Linked DNA regions of Ovis aries: region 2 is linked to region 1. The links are chromatin contacts, called in public Hi-C maps. All regions are on one chromosome and are shown on one strand. The core of a region is the stretch at or near the end of the contact, and the rest is flanking DNA. Distances in the headings are between cores, read along the strand shown. Region 1 holds the start of LOC121820423 (a long non-coding RNA gene). Region 2 holds the start of ITM2B (integral membrane protein 2B).

The links. A called contact is a pair of places that touch in the nucleus more often than the background predicts.
Region 2: a contact with region 1 is called in a Hi-C map of liver, with 3 times the contacts expected there. The contact joins the promoter of ITM2B here to the enhancer-like site in region 1. A contact is called at or near these places in 12 of 16 Hi-C or Micro-C datasets (blood, hypothalamus, liver and 5 more).

What each region holds. Positions count from the first base shown.
Region 1 is chr10:18,279,610-18,286,713 of ARS-UI_Ramb_v3.0, forward strand. All of the region lies in intron 4 of LOC121820421 (a long non-coding RNA gene), which reads left to right. It overlaps LOC121820423 (a long non-coding RNA gene), which reads right to left and starts at 6,928. Exons shown (of 3, transcript XR_006060917.2): 1 at 6,606-6,928; 2 at 6,326-6,519; 3 at 1-5,849. Within about 2 kb of position 4,357, at least 32 of the 54 cell types and tissues checked have an H3K27ac peak or open chromatin away from gene starts, as enhancers often do. A contact at or near this core is called in liver, where this site is marked.
Region 2 is chr10:18,369,381-18,376,484 of ARS-UI_Ramb_v3.0, forward strand. It overlaps ITM2B (integral membrane protein 2B), which reads left to right and starts at 4,603. Exons shown (of 6, transcript NM_001134304.1): 1 at 4,603-4,719. The coding sequence starts at 4,603.

The DNA.
Region 1 (7,104 bases), core at 3,107-5,606:
AAAGCAGAGGACCCATGAAAACAGACCCTGCATTCCTGGCAATTGGAGGTCTTGGATAAAATACTAGGGTGAGTGAAGGGAAAGCGATTCATGTTAAGGCAGGAAGGAACACGATAAGGATGGAGAAGGGATTTAGGTTTTTTTGTTTGTTGGTTTGTTTTAAAGAGAGGGTTTTGGTCAAGGGCAATTGAGATTTTTCCTGTTCTCATCACCCACCTTTCAGCACTCCCTCAAAACATTTATGGTATCCAGAAAGCCATAAACAGTAATTATCTGCACAATTAGAGACAAAGCTTGATAAGCAAGCCAGCTGGCAGAGGTAACATGAAACTCTTTCTCACTAAAATGTTAATGGCTGATACTGGATCCTCTGCTATTTCCATAGGAAGAAAAAGTAAGAGTATGAGAGGGCTCTGGCACCAGAGGTCTTCCCAAGGAAGGAAAGCATATTACATGGTGACAAGAGGGATAACTAACATTTACTGAGTACGCGTGGCCAGGTTCTGTTCTAAATGTGCTCATGGATTAACTCATTCCCTCCCAAAGTGCTTTGTCTGGGGAAGGTACTCTTACTAATCCCTATTTTTCAGATGAGAAAGCTTAGTCACAGAGAGATTAGGTACTTGCTCAGGGCCATGGCACCCCACTCCAGTACTCTTGCCTGGAAAATCCCATGGACGGAGGAGCCTGGTAGGCTGCAGTCCACAGGGTCGCGTAGAGTCGGACACGACTGAGTGACTTCACTTTCACTTTTCACTTTCATGCATTGGAGAAGGAAATGGCAACCCACTCCAGTGTTCTTGCCTGGAGAATCCCAGGGACGAGGGAGCCTGGTGGGCTGCCGTCTATGGGACTCTGTCGCACAGAGTCGGACACAACTGAAGCGACTTAGCAGCAGCAGCAGGGTCATGGGGGTGAGACCAATATTTGAATTCTGGCATTTCGAGTCCCAGAGTCCATACTCCTGGTTATTGTTGTTGTTCAGTCACTAAGTCGGGTCCGACTCTCTGTGACCCCATGGACTGCAGCACTCCAAGCTTTCCCCGTCCTTCACCATCTCCCGGGGCTTGCTCAAACTCTTGGCCATAGTTGAAAGGAAACTGATTTGGAGAGAAGATGGCCCAGGAGACAAAACTCTGCTACATGGATGATGTTGCCTAAAGTCAGCCTGTTTACTTCTGAGTGTTGGAATGAGAAGGAGTCCATGCAGAGGTGTTTTATCTTGTCACAGAGTTGTGCATTTGCTACTTACAGGAGCTCCAGTGCTGGGGAGGACGTTACATTGGGTCCTATGGAACATTTTGATACCGCCTTGGTTCCCAAGTGTGTATGGCTTTGCTGCCTGAATTAGTAATCCTGTTGCAGTTATTTAAGCTTTCTATGCCTCTGAGTGCACATTTGGAAGCTGGGTTCGTTCCACTTGTCAGCTTCCTGACTCAGAGGAATGCCAAGGGCTAGTGGACTGATCCATGCAAAGTGCGTTGAGCCATAAACCAGGACTAACTGAACTTTGAGAGAACAGTGTGACTTGGCAGCTGAATTTGGATTAAGGGGAGTGGTAGGATAGTCTCACAGTAGCCTCTGGATGTTCTTGGTTCGGCCGCCTGGTCTGCTAGGGCTGCCTGAATTCCCCTCTAGGCTTTCAAGCGGCCCCGCTATAATGAAGGGCAACTGTCTAGTAGACTTGGGCCATGTCCATATAGTCTGGGATTGTTCCAATTATGTAGAGATAAAAATTCCTAATTCAAAACAAGAATCTTCAAGCCAGGACTTTGAAAGCCATTACTTATCAAAAAAGGTTAAAAAGAACTGGATCGACTCCAAGGAAACGTTTAACCTAATAGCAAACACCATACCTTAGGATTCAATTCAAATGATACTGATCTAATTGACATTACAAGGGCAGAACCATTGGAAAGTTGTTTAAATAATAATAATAATAATAATGATTTATAAAGAGACATGGGTAAGAAGATGCCCAAGACAAAGAGGATGGGGAGAGATGTCTCAGTTATAGCTACGATTAAGAAACAGCAAACCCAAAAGAAGTATAAAGCTACTTTTTTTTAAAACAAGAAAAATGTGTCTGATTAGTCCACACTATCTACTGGAATTTCTCTTCCATTTTTTTAAGCATAGAACTATTAATTGCCAACCTATGTCTTCAGATAAAACCGATGAAAGCAGGAGGGTGATCACAATATTTTTAATGGATGCAGTTATTAACTCAATGATTTCACCTCGGATTTTTGGTCTTCTAAGGACAGAGTTATATCTTGGGGCAGTCAGGTCTCTCTCGACCCAAGAAAGGATCATGTGAGCTAAAAAATAAACACAACCAGTGGGGACCAAGGTGGGAATTCAGGATCGGAAATAGGACAGATTAAAATAGTTTACGGAAAGAGTGTGAGAGCAAGGGAAGGAAATTGAATGACAGAAGGGAAGACCGTACAGTATTAAGAAGCAACAAACCCAAAACAAGAAAACTAAGAGAGTTTTTCTGAGTGCTGCTGTAATTCAAACCGTTTCAAATAAAAACTGTGACAAATTGCAGAAAACTTGAGATACAGATTTGGTTTAAAGAGGCTAAGACTTCCTTGTGGGAGCTGCCTAGGCTCGTCAGTGTTTTCTTAGCGTTAGTGGCAGCTCATTAGTGTTAAACTTGGCAGTGTTTTTTCGTATCTATGGGTTCTTCTCTTTAAATACTCAAGGCCCTGTCTATTCCTCACAAAAGGAGAATAGTGATACAGATTTTTAGTGTGAAAGTAAGGCAAGGTATAATCTTCCCAGAAGTATTTGGGAGACTAAAGCATCACGAGAAGGAATTTTTCAGGTCAAAAGCTGGTGGACGAGGTACAAGAACCTTCCTGGTATCCCTTCTCCCAAATCTCATGGAAGGCAGTTTCTGCTTTTGCTTCTGTCTCCCATGACCCCGTTTATGTTGGCAGTTACCTGGTTCACAGACACATCTTCACAGGGTCTTTGCTGCATTGAAAGAGGTTCCCTTCACTAAAGAACAATGGGATTTGTGGAAGAAAAAGGTCATTTAGGTAAATCCACGCCATTGAGATGGGAGGTAAGGGGGCAGGCCACACCTTAAAAGAATGGCGTAGCCATCGAGGATACAACAAAAACTGGTTACCACCTACTAGGCCCCAAAGGGTGGAAGATTCCACTTCTGGTACACCCTGAACCTCTTCCACACTCACTGTGATACAGTAACATCTAAATGACAAACCCACAGGCACAATGTTACGTTCAATCTGTGATAAGGTCTTTGAAGGTCCACTACCGAGCGGTTCCTGTTTTATGTGTCAGGGAGACAGACAGTCATTAACCAGCCCATTTCACATAGAAAACGTCCATTGCGTTTGCTGAGGATGGGGTTGCCGGGGCTGATGCTCTGCGTCTCTGTGTCTAAGCCTGTTTACAGGGAGGTGAAGGATAGCTTCCTTGCCCACACTCTGCGGGCTGCCCCACCCTGCGCTGGCCTCAGGAAGGAAGGGTGGAGCAGGCACACAGAGTTTTGACAATGCTCCAGGACTTTGCACCCCAAATATTTACTGAGACAGTCAGGTAATTCTTTAGAGAGGCTGGGCCTAACCTATAAAAAAAGCTGGCAGAGGGACAGGAGAAGAAAGAAGTGCTCCCTCTGTCTGGAAAAGGCGTGCTCCGTGTGCCTGTAATAATTGCAAAAGCCTCGATACAGAAACACAGGGATGGTCCTCCACACCCTCTTGCAACTGATCACCCATCTGACAGCTCAGCTTCAGGGCAAGGAGCCTAGGCAGCTCCCACACACTGCTCTCCTGGGTCTATAGGCAGCTGTTTCCTCTGCCTGGAAGAGGCTCTTCTCACTTAAAGCTACCTTTTCTTCGCAGAGTCCTCTCCAGCCCTCTCCACATCCCACTTCCTGTATTAAGCTTCTCCCAGCTGTCTCAGCCCACAGTCATCACTTTGCTCTTTGGCCTCCCACACCACTCGCCCAGCACTTGGTAATTTCTGTGGTTGATCTGTTTATCCCTTCAACTCCCCCCGCCCCACCACTGGACTTTGTCCGAAACAGTCAGCCTTGACAACGTGCTTATAAATGATGATAAATCATTGCAGTAGAGTGGTTTAGGCATGCCTGACACAAGTTCATGCTTGTGTAACTTTTAACTCAAATGAAAAGTTTTTCATGGCTAGCACTTTCGAAAGGCAGTAAATCCTTAGTGTGTGACTGTTTTCAAACATTGTGGATTTTTCAAGGAGGCATAAGGAACAGGCCTCATCAGATCTGGGGAAAGAGAGGAACAAAAGCAGGTTCACAGAGTCCTAAAAGCACACTGGTGTGACCCACTCGTCCTGCTCACCCGGAACTTTGCCAGTTTCAACACCGAAAGTCCTGTGTCTCAGTCCCAGGCAGACCTGGACAGCTGGTCACTTAGCAGGTGGCCAGTGCACATTTTGATAAGAAGCAAATGCAGGTCTTAACTAATGGACTGCACCTACTTTATCTTCTCTCCTCTCAAATCCTGGTGCCACAGCCTCTCCAAGGACACTCCACTCTCTGGTGACAAGTGGAGAAGCAGGCAATGATGCCCACTTCTCGAGAAGGAACCTTGAGTTTATTCAACTCTGCTCACTACAGAAGCCATCTCAGGCCTGGGAGGACAGACGGTCAAGGGAAAAAGCTTTGTACAGAGTTCTCACAAAACAGAAACTAAAAGGAATATTTGGAACAGGAAACAGTGACCTTGATGGCACGATTCCCAAAGGGAGAGGCAAAAGGCAGCGATTCAGGAAGGCAAAAGTCCAGGGTCCACGGGAAGTCCGTCTCACGCTGAGCATTCCACACCAGGCTTGCTCCGTGCCTCTCCAGAGCATCTGCTTTGATAACGCTCCTGGGCAATCCGGCCAACTATGACAATTCAAGTGGCTTGGCGCTAGCAGTAAAGAATCTGCCTGCCACTGCAGGAGACGCAAGAGACATGGGTTCAATCCCTGGGTCGGGAAGATCCCCTGGTAAGGGAATGGCAACCCACTCCAGTATTCTTGCCTGGAGAATCCCATGGACAGAGAAGCCTGGTGGGCTACAGTCCGTAGGGTTGCAAAGAGTCGGACACGACTGAAGTGACTTAGCACACACAGAACAGATAAACAAGAAGACTAGAACCTACGACCACAAATACCTCTGAATATCACAGCAATCAGCAGGACTAGTAATACTTTCTGAGCCCACAAAGTCTCTTATGAGAATAGATACATTTGGAAAGCCCAGATGGTCCTGAAATGAGCATAACGATAGATAGATACATCATCAATAATGGTACACATAAAAAACCAGTCCAGGTCGATAGTTTGTATCATGATGAGAAATTTTTCCATAATAAAATAACAGAATGAAGCATTTTAATCTGTACAACATATAACCCAGTAACTCACAACAACAACAAAAAGTGTAATTGGGAAATGGAAATATTACTGCCTGTGTCTCTTTATATCACTGAAGATTTAGGTGGAGCTGATTTCTCTAAGCGTGGTTTCCTTTGACTGATAATGCTCATGTGTCCCAGGACCAACTTGGCCGGGGGTGGGGATGGGAGGCTGAAATTTAGGGTGTCCAGGGTGTCTCCTGCAGGAATGTGCTCTAACCACCAGAGGGTATTCTTTCCTCCTTTGGACTGTAGGCAAGTTTCTGGAACCACAAACTAACCCTAAACCAACCCCCTACTAAAAATGGGCCAGGCCAGATCACAGGAAAGTGCACTGATTCATAATATTCACACACATTCCCCCTTGTCTTTCCATTTGAGAGACGGTTCAGTTTTCTTCAGCTCAGAGGATCATGCTGGCAGCAGGCCAACCTATACACAGAGTAGAAAACAAATGACATCTCTCCTGCTGGTCAAGGCAAGAGAGGAGTCACTTCAGAAATAAGTCCAGCGGTTATTTCAGATGATCCAGACCACACGCACCCCCCCCCCCCCCCCCCCCCCCCACCGCAACAGTTGCCCACCCCAGCCCCCACTCCTCATGGGTAGAGCAGGATTTTCAAGAAAGTGCGGATGCCCTGGTCAGAAAGAAAGCGGAGGGATTTCAGGGGCTGTGGGGCCTCCTGCCTGAATTTTGATCCAGGCTAATTTACAACTGAAAAAGGCCCAAGTCTCATTGGAGACCAGAAAGCCTAGGAAAGTTACCAGAGAGATATTTGACAACGTCCAGAGTCAGCCCGGGAGTCTGTCCCAGCGCATTAATATACCAAGTTTAGAAAGCAAGGTCCTGGAAAGATGCCCCAGGGAGATGCCCAAGGGAGTCAGTTTGAATCCGGCCAAATGCTTACTCTGAAAAAAGGAAGACTTTGTCCCTTCTAGCTTGTTCAGTGCCAGAAGCTCTTTCAGGGAGAAAGGCCGTGAAATTGAGAAATATGGGATATCGGGTTATCTGCCCAACAGAAGGCAGCTTCAGCAAACCCAAACTTCAAGTTGATATTTTCCTCTTGTTTTTCAAATGACTTCAAATAATACTTATTTGCTGCTAAAAATTCAAACAGTACAGAAATAAAAGTAAGAAGTGAAGCGCTTTCGTCTCACAGCCAGCCTACTCCCTACAGCCCCACTCACCAGAAATACTGTGGATAATGGCTCATGCTTTCCAGGGCTTCCGATTTCTATGAATTACAAAAAACTGATCTCTCTGCTCATCTAGTTCTCCATCTCTTCACCTCATATCTCTCTCAATCATCCGCTCGGGGATTTTTGTTGTCGTTGTTTTGTTTTGTAAAAAATGGAGATCCTGAAACAGATAGATATTATTTGACTTGAGATGGTCGTTGCACAAATTATTACATTTTTCCAGGTCCTCATTCCATTTAGTTGTGACACTGGGTCGTTCCGTTGCGCAGACGTGCCAAAAGCCAGTGCCCTATGGATGGACGTTTATGTTGTTTGCAATTTCTCCTCCTATTACAAAAATGCTATAGGGCAATTCTTAACTAAAAGAAATAACTATTAACGGGAATTAATAGATATTAATTGACCCATTAATAACTATTAATAGGTTGTATTATGGTTCAGCCCCTGCCTGTGCTAAGCCCTCTAGAGGATGTTAAGGTGAATAAAA
Region 2 (7,104 bases), core at 3,353-5,852, 90 kb after region 1:
TTCAGTTGCTCAGTCGTGTCTGACTCTTTGCAACCCCATGAACCACAGCACGCCAGGCCTCGCTGTCCATCACCAATTCCCGGAGTTCACCCAAACCCATGTCCATCGAGTCGGTGATGCTGTTGAGCCATATCATCCTCTGATGTCCCCTTCTCCTCCTGCCTTCAATCTTTCCCAGCATCAGGGTCTTTTCCAATGAGTCAGCTCTTCGCATCAGGTGGCCAAAGTAGGAGTTTCAGCTTCAACATCAGTCCTTCCAATGAACACCCAGGACTGATCTCCTTTAGGATGGACTGGTTGGATCTCCTTGCAGTCCAAGGGACTCTCAACAGTCTTCTCTAATACCACAGTTCAAAAGCATCAATTCTTCGGTGCTCAGCCTTCTTTATAGTCCAACTCTCACATCCATACATGACCACAGGAAAAATCATAGCCTTGACTAGACGTACCTTTGTTGGCAAAGTAATATCTCTGCTTTTTAATATGCTGTCTAGGTTGGTCATAACTTTCCTTCCAAGGAGTAAGAGTCTTTTAATTTCATTGCTGCAATCACCATCTGCAGTGATTTTGGAGCCCAGAAAAATAAAGTCAGCCATTGTTTCCAATGTTTCCTCATCTATCTGCCATGAAGTGATGGGACCAGATGTCATGATCTTAGTTTTCTGAATGCTGAGCTTTAAGCCAACTTTCCTCTTTAAGCCACTCTCCTCTTTCACTTTCATCAAGAGGCTCTTTAGTTCCTCTTCGCTTTCTGCCATAAGGGTGGTGTCATCTGCTTATCTGAGATTGTTGATATTTTTCCCAGCAATCTTGATTCCAGCTTATGCCTCATCCAGCCTGGCAGTTTTCATGATGTACTCTGCATAGAAGTTAAATAAGCAGGATGACAATATACAGCCTTGACGTACTCCTTTTCCTATTTGGAACCACTCTGTTGTTCCATGTCCACTTCTAACTGTTGCTTCCTGACCCGCATACAGATTTCTCAAGAGGCAGGTCAGGTGGTCTGGTATTTCCATCTCTTTCAGAATTTTCCACAGTTTATTGTGATCCACACAGTCAAAGGCTTTGGCATAGTCAGTAAAGCAGAAGTAGATGTTTTTCTGGAACTGTCTTGCTTTTTCCATGATCCAGCAGATGTTGGCAATTTGATCTCTGGTTCCTCTGCCTTTTCTAAAACCAGCTTGAACATCAGGGAGTTCATGGTTCATGTATTGCTGAAGCCTTGCTTGGAGAATTTTAAGCATTACTTTACTAATGTGTGAGATGAGTGCAGTTGTGCAGTAGTTTGAGCATTCTTTGGCATTTTCTTTCTTTGGGATTGGAATGAAAACTGACCTTTTCCAGTCATGTGGCCACTGCTGAGTTTTCCATATTTGCTGGCATATTGAATGCAGCACTTTCACAGTGTCATCTTTCAGGAGTTGAAATAGCTCAGCTGGAATTCCATCACCTCCACTAGCTTTGTTCGGAGTGATGCTTCCTAAGTCTAGAGAGAAGCAAGTAGATGCCTTCACCTTTTGCCTAGAAGAAACACCTTTAAATAAATAAAATCTAAGACAAAGCCACAAGGTGTTCAGCTATAGTCACACACTGGGTTAAGAGGGACTTTGTCAAGAACATATTTTAAAGGACATATTCAGGGATGTTGTTTCACTAAGGGGCCTATATTTGCAAAAATGTTTTCCTAATCAACCTGCTAAATCTGAAGGAGAGTGCACAGAAAGCATGAAGACGTAAAAGAACCCTGGTGCAGGCAGGGACTAGGGGCGGGGTGGGGAGGGTGTTGGCCCCTCCGAATCCCTTTCCAACACATCACACTAATCTAAATGATCTAAGATCCTTGAATTTATTTTGCTGACTCTAGTGTGTCCTCCCATCACTCTCTCAAGATCACCGTGAAAAGAGAAAACAGAGGTCTTCCAAGATTCTCTTCACATTCAGTAGTTAGTGGTAACTGATGACAATGTTTTCAACTTTCTTCTGTTGAGTCATTGACTCCTCCTCCCCTCTCAGTTTCCAGGGTCATTGGGCAACCCTTTGTAAATCACAGGACTAGATTTGCTTTGTTTGGTCTTGTTCCAGCTTCTTCATTATCTCTTCTGTTGTGTACTACACAGTTTTGTAGACACACCAGACAAAGTGGAGAAACAAAACCAGATTATTCCCAGACTGCTTGCCATCTGATTTTAAACTATTGCTTGCTGCTGGTACACAAAACAAGGAATAGTGTTTTATTCCCGAGTTTTTAGACTAGAAATTGACTAAGGGCTAGTTAATTTTTGGATCAGGCAAACATCTTTGTTCAGTTTGTTAGTTTGTTTAATAGTGCTGTTTATAATTTTGTTTTCTTCCCTCATTCCCTATAGTGCAAAATGCCTTGGGTGTTTTTCCACCATTCTAGTATCATTAAAAGTGGAGCAGGAAGGATATGCTGCTGCTGCTGCTGAGTCGCTTCAGTCGTGTCCGACTCTGTGTGACCCATAGACAGCAGCCCACCAGGCTACCCTGTCCTTGGGATTCTCCAGGCAGGAACACTGGACTGGGTTGCCATTTCCTTCTCCAACGCATGAAAGAGAAAAGTGAAAGTGAAGTCGCTCAGTCATGTCCGACTCTTTGCGACCCCATGCACTGCAGCCCACCAGGCTCCTCCGCCCATGGGACTCTCCAGGCAAGGGTACTGGAGTGGGGTGCCATTGCCTTCTCCTAGGAAGGATATGTATAACCATTTATAATCATCTAGATCTTGCTTCCAAAATTTCTTGGTCTTCAATTGTAGAGTTGCAAGAAATCTCTGAAACTATGTCAGTTCACAGAGTCAACCCCACAGAGTTGATCCCTGGACCAGGGAAACCCAGGGAGTTTAAATAAGTCATTGCAAGTCATATGGCTAGCTAGGGTCAGGATGTGCCAGGACTTGACCTATCTCTTAGTATTTTCAACGGAACACATAACTCATTTGTAGTCGAATTTCAGAATGCTTAAGCAGACTCAGTGTTTGGTCTGGATTTCTACCTCAGTCCAGGATGACTCTTGCAAATATATGATCTGGAAGATTCTGAGATCTTGGTACGATTGCAGGGAGTTATGGTCTGATTATGGGCTTCCCAGGTGGCCCTAGTGGTAAAGAACCCACCTGCCAATGCAGGAGTTGTAGGAGACCACAACTTCCATCCCTGGATTGGGAAGATCCCCTGGAGGAGAACATGGCAACCCACTCCAGTATTCTTGCCTGAAGAACCTCATGGACAGAGGAGCCTGGTGGGCTACAGTCCATAGCCATGCAAAGAGATACATCTGAAGGGACTTAGCACTCAGGCATGGTGGGATTCTGTGGAGAGTCTAAGAGACTTAAACCCCCTCCTTGAACAGAACCAAATTCCCCAGAACCTCACACTCAACCCACTTTCTTCATGGTTGACTCAGAGCAGAGCTGACACAGCTGAAACATTCTAGAGTACGCCCACATCTCTGGCTTAATGTGGACAGAATGGAGTGGAACAAGGATTCAAGATCAATCATTCATCCAAAGGGTCATCTGTTGACCGTCATTAACTCAGTATCACTGCAGGCCCGTATCCTCTCTCGAATTAGTGGTAAATGAGATCTCTTCAAAACAAAATTTTGCTTTATCCATAATTTTTTTTTAATTTCGTAGAAAGCCGCTAAAGACTCATCAGCGAATATGAATCACAAATCAGCCCCGTGTTCATGTGGGTTCTGTCCAAGTCTACACAAGAGGGGAACATTTTGTTTTAGAAATGTGAGATGTATGAAATACAAATCTGCCAAGAACCTTCCTCTGAATTGCTTTGGGACTAGGCAGGGCAGCCTGGGACCTTGCGAGGGCGGCGCGGGGGGAGAAAACAAGGCAAGTGTGAGTCAGGTAACGCCCTTGGGTGGGGTCCGGGAAAGATAAAGAAGTGAGATCACAAGGATAGAGAGCACTGAATATTTGTGTTCCACTGAGTCGGATCCATAGTAAAGTTAGACAGTGGAGGTATGGAGGCCCCCAGAGTCCACAGCCTTTAGGTTTTCGGTGGGGGCAGCAGGCAGGGAAGGGTCGACCTGGTTCTGCCAGAGGTTAACGCACGGTCCAGGCGGACCCAGGAAAGTTCACCTAATTTTGCTAAAAAGCTGCAATCCTGTGCGCGGCGGTAAACAGGGTTGGAAGCGAAATCGGAACTGCAAAATCCAGGCCCTCGCACAAGAGCACCCCTCTTTCCTTCCCTGCCCGATCCCCTCCTCCCATCCGGGATGAGGGCAGGGCTCGCCGCCCCCCCCCGCAATCGGTTGCTCACTCTGGGTTCAGACTGCGGGACCCCGCCCATCTGGCCTCCGGCCCCGCCCCCGACCCCGCCCACCCGGATCGGCCCGCCCCCGGCGGGGAGCCAGCCGTCTCCGCCCTCGCCCCCGAGCTGCGAGGCTGCAGGACTGGTGCCGCAGTCGCCGCCTCGGCCACCGCGCAGCTGCCGGTCCACCTCCGCCACCGCTTAGCCGCGCTCGGAGCCCGGCCGAGGAGGCTGCCACCGCCGCCAGGAGCCCGCAGCCCGCGCCTCAAGCCCGCCGCCGCCGCCCTCCGAGGGCGCCCCAGGCCGCGCCATGGTGAAGGTGACGTTCAACTCGGCTCTGGCCCAGAAGGAGGCCAAGAAGGACGAGTCCAAGAGCGGCGAGGAGGCGCTCATCATCCCTCCGGACGCCGTTGCCGTGGACTGCAAGGTCCGAGGGCCGGGGCTCGGGGAAGTGGGCCCGCTGGGGCCCCGGGAGAGCTGCGCGGGGCTAGGGCGGCTGTGCGCCCCGGGACAGCGCGGGGCGCGCGCGGGACGGGGGTCCGTGAGAGGGCCGAGTACTCCCTTTTCTCGGGCTGCTCCCCGTTCTTGTCCGGCGCAGCTTCTTTGTAAGAAAGTGCGTGTACAGAAAGCGGTGCCCGGCGCGGAATCGGGGGCTTGGGGGCCTCCGGGGGAGGAGGATTGGAGAACCGGGCCGAGTGCACGGTGCTTGGTGCAGTCGAGGAATGTGCGTGGAGCCGTGCCGGGGTTCGTTCCACCTGGAGATCGGCGGCGACATGCAAAACGACAAAACAACAACAAGAGTTTGGCACGTCCTCCCAGTATAAATAATGTCCCTAAGATGGCTGACATCATTACAAGCCTAAACCGCAGTTGCTTCCTTACTTTCGTTTCCAGGCTGAACTGCACTGGAACTAAGTCCGGCTCCTGTAAGCCTCTTAATTTTAAAAGCGTTTTTTTTTTCTTTAACCTTCTCTTTTTCCACGGCCCTTTGGTAGCGGCAGGTGAACTTCGCCGTGGGGTCTGGAGAAGGAGGGAGCGGGCGAGGGGAGAAGGCAAGGTGATGGTCTGCTCAGAATAGATTCTGGCTGTTCATTTTATAACTGAAATATTCCCGGTAAAGGTTACTGATTACTATCTGGATGTTAGTGTAAAACCGACAGTTCACTTTTAAATTATATCAGCAACTTTACGAGAACCCCTTAAGCTAAGTGAAACTAAACAAACTTGTCCTAAGTCTCTTTCAAAATTGTCCTTCATCCCTTTTAAAATTGTCCTCGGTCCCTTCAACAACTTTTCTTTATTTTACAAAATCCCCCTTTTAGCCCTAAGCAGAAATCCAGAGAGGAACTATTATCGTGCTACAGTAATAGTCGTTTAGGATGTGATTGTCTCAGAAGTTGAATAAACAGGAAAGGTTCACAACCTTTCTACCAGATCTTCTTCAGGCTGCAAAAATTTAATTCTATAGAAATTAGTTGTAGAATTATTTATGTTCCTAACTTTTAATTTTTTTGTTAGCATTTTTCAAGACCTGCCGTAAGTAGGGTAAACTTAGTTTTAACTTAAAAAAAAAACCCCAGTAACTTGTGCAGGTATTAAGGACTGTTATTTAATATATTACTACTACTGGGAAACACAGTGTGAAAAATGGTTGAAAATACAGTGTTAATCTGCACGTGCCTGTACTGGATTTTTGGAAATGTTCTAGTTAAAAACACTAATGTCAGGAGTTGATTTTTTAAATGACTGTCTTGCCTTGAAATAGGAAGTGGACAGATTGCCTAAAAGGATTAAGCGTTTTGGCATTGGTATTGTTTGCCTGAATCCATTGCAGAGAGTCTAGGTTTTAGAGAAAATGTTTGGAATCCACAGAGGATAATTGCAGCAGCAAATTATTATCTGAGCTCTGTATTTGTCTAACATTCATTGTACCTAAATTAAATTGATAGTCAAGTACCCCATCATAACAGACTGAAATACATATATAGAGATTAGGTAGATTTTAATCCTATTACATATCTTTTAAAAAATCCTATGAACAAATATAATTCCTCTCACTAAAAAAGAGAGGAAGAAAGGATCCGATGATGTCACTTCAGATAGCTTTTCCCTGTTCCTGTTGTGAAAGAGATTTGAAACGCTGGACAAAAATCAGAATAATTTGCTGGGTAGCTGTAAATCTGATTTTGGACATTTATTGTCATTTCTGAAACGGTGACTGTGTTTTCAGGTTCTCAGAATTTCTCAATTTCACCATATTCAAATATTGTGGTCATAGCAGCAGTTAAAAAAGTAACCATTCCTAGCTGTTTTCTCAGATCCCCATATCCAAAGAAAAATACTGGAACTAAGCTGTGAGGGCCTGTCTTCCTTTATAACCACACAGCAATCATGGATGAACTGGCACATACAAAATGACTAATGCTTTTTCGAGCTGTGAACTCAAAGACCTCTTAAGTGAGTAACAGAATATTGCTGTACATTAGAAGGAGAATCATTATAACCCGTCAGTCACTTAACAGTAAATGCAAACCTTACTTAGTAACAGGCATTTGCAGACGGTCTCTTACAGCTGGGACAGTGATTACATAATGTTCTGACTCCTTCGGGTGACTGTACCGTGACCACCGAGTTTGACTCTCCGAATTCTGCACAGAATCAGCCTTCCTGTGTTTGCCTGGGGCATTTCCTTGCCTGGTTGGTCAAGAGGATCCGGTTTAGCTAGTTATGAGCAAGAACTCCTGAACAAGAATTTTGAGTATCTTTAACTCTCCCAGACCACAGTGTCCTGAAGACCATTGTTTCTCCAGAT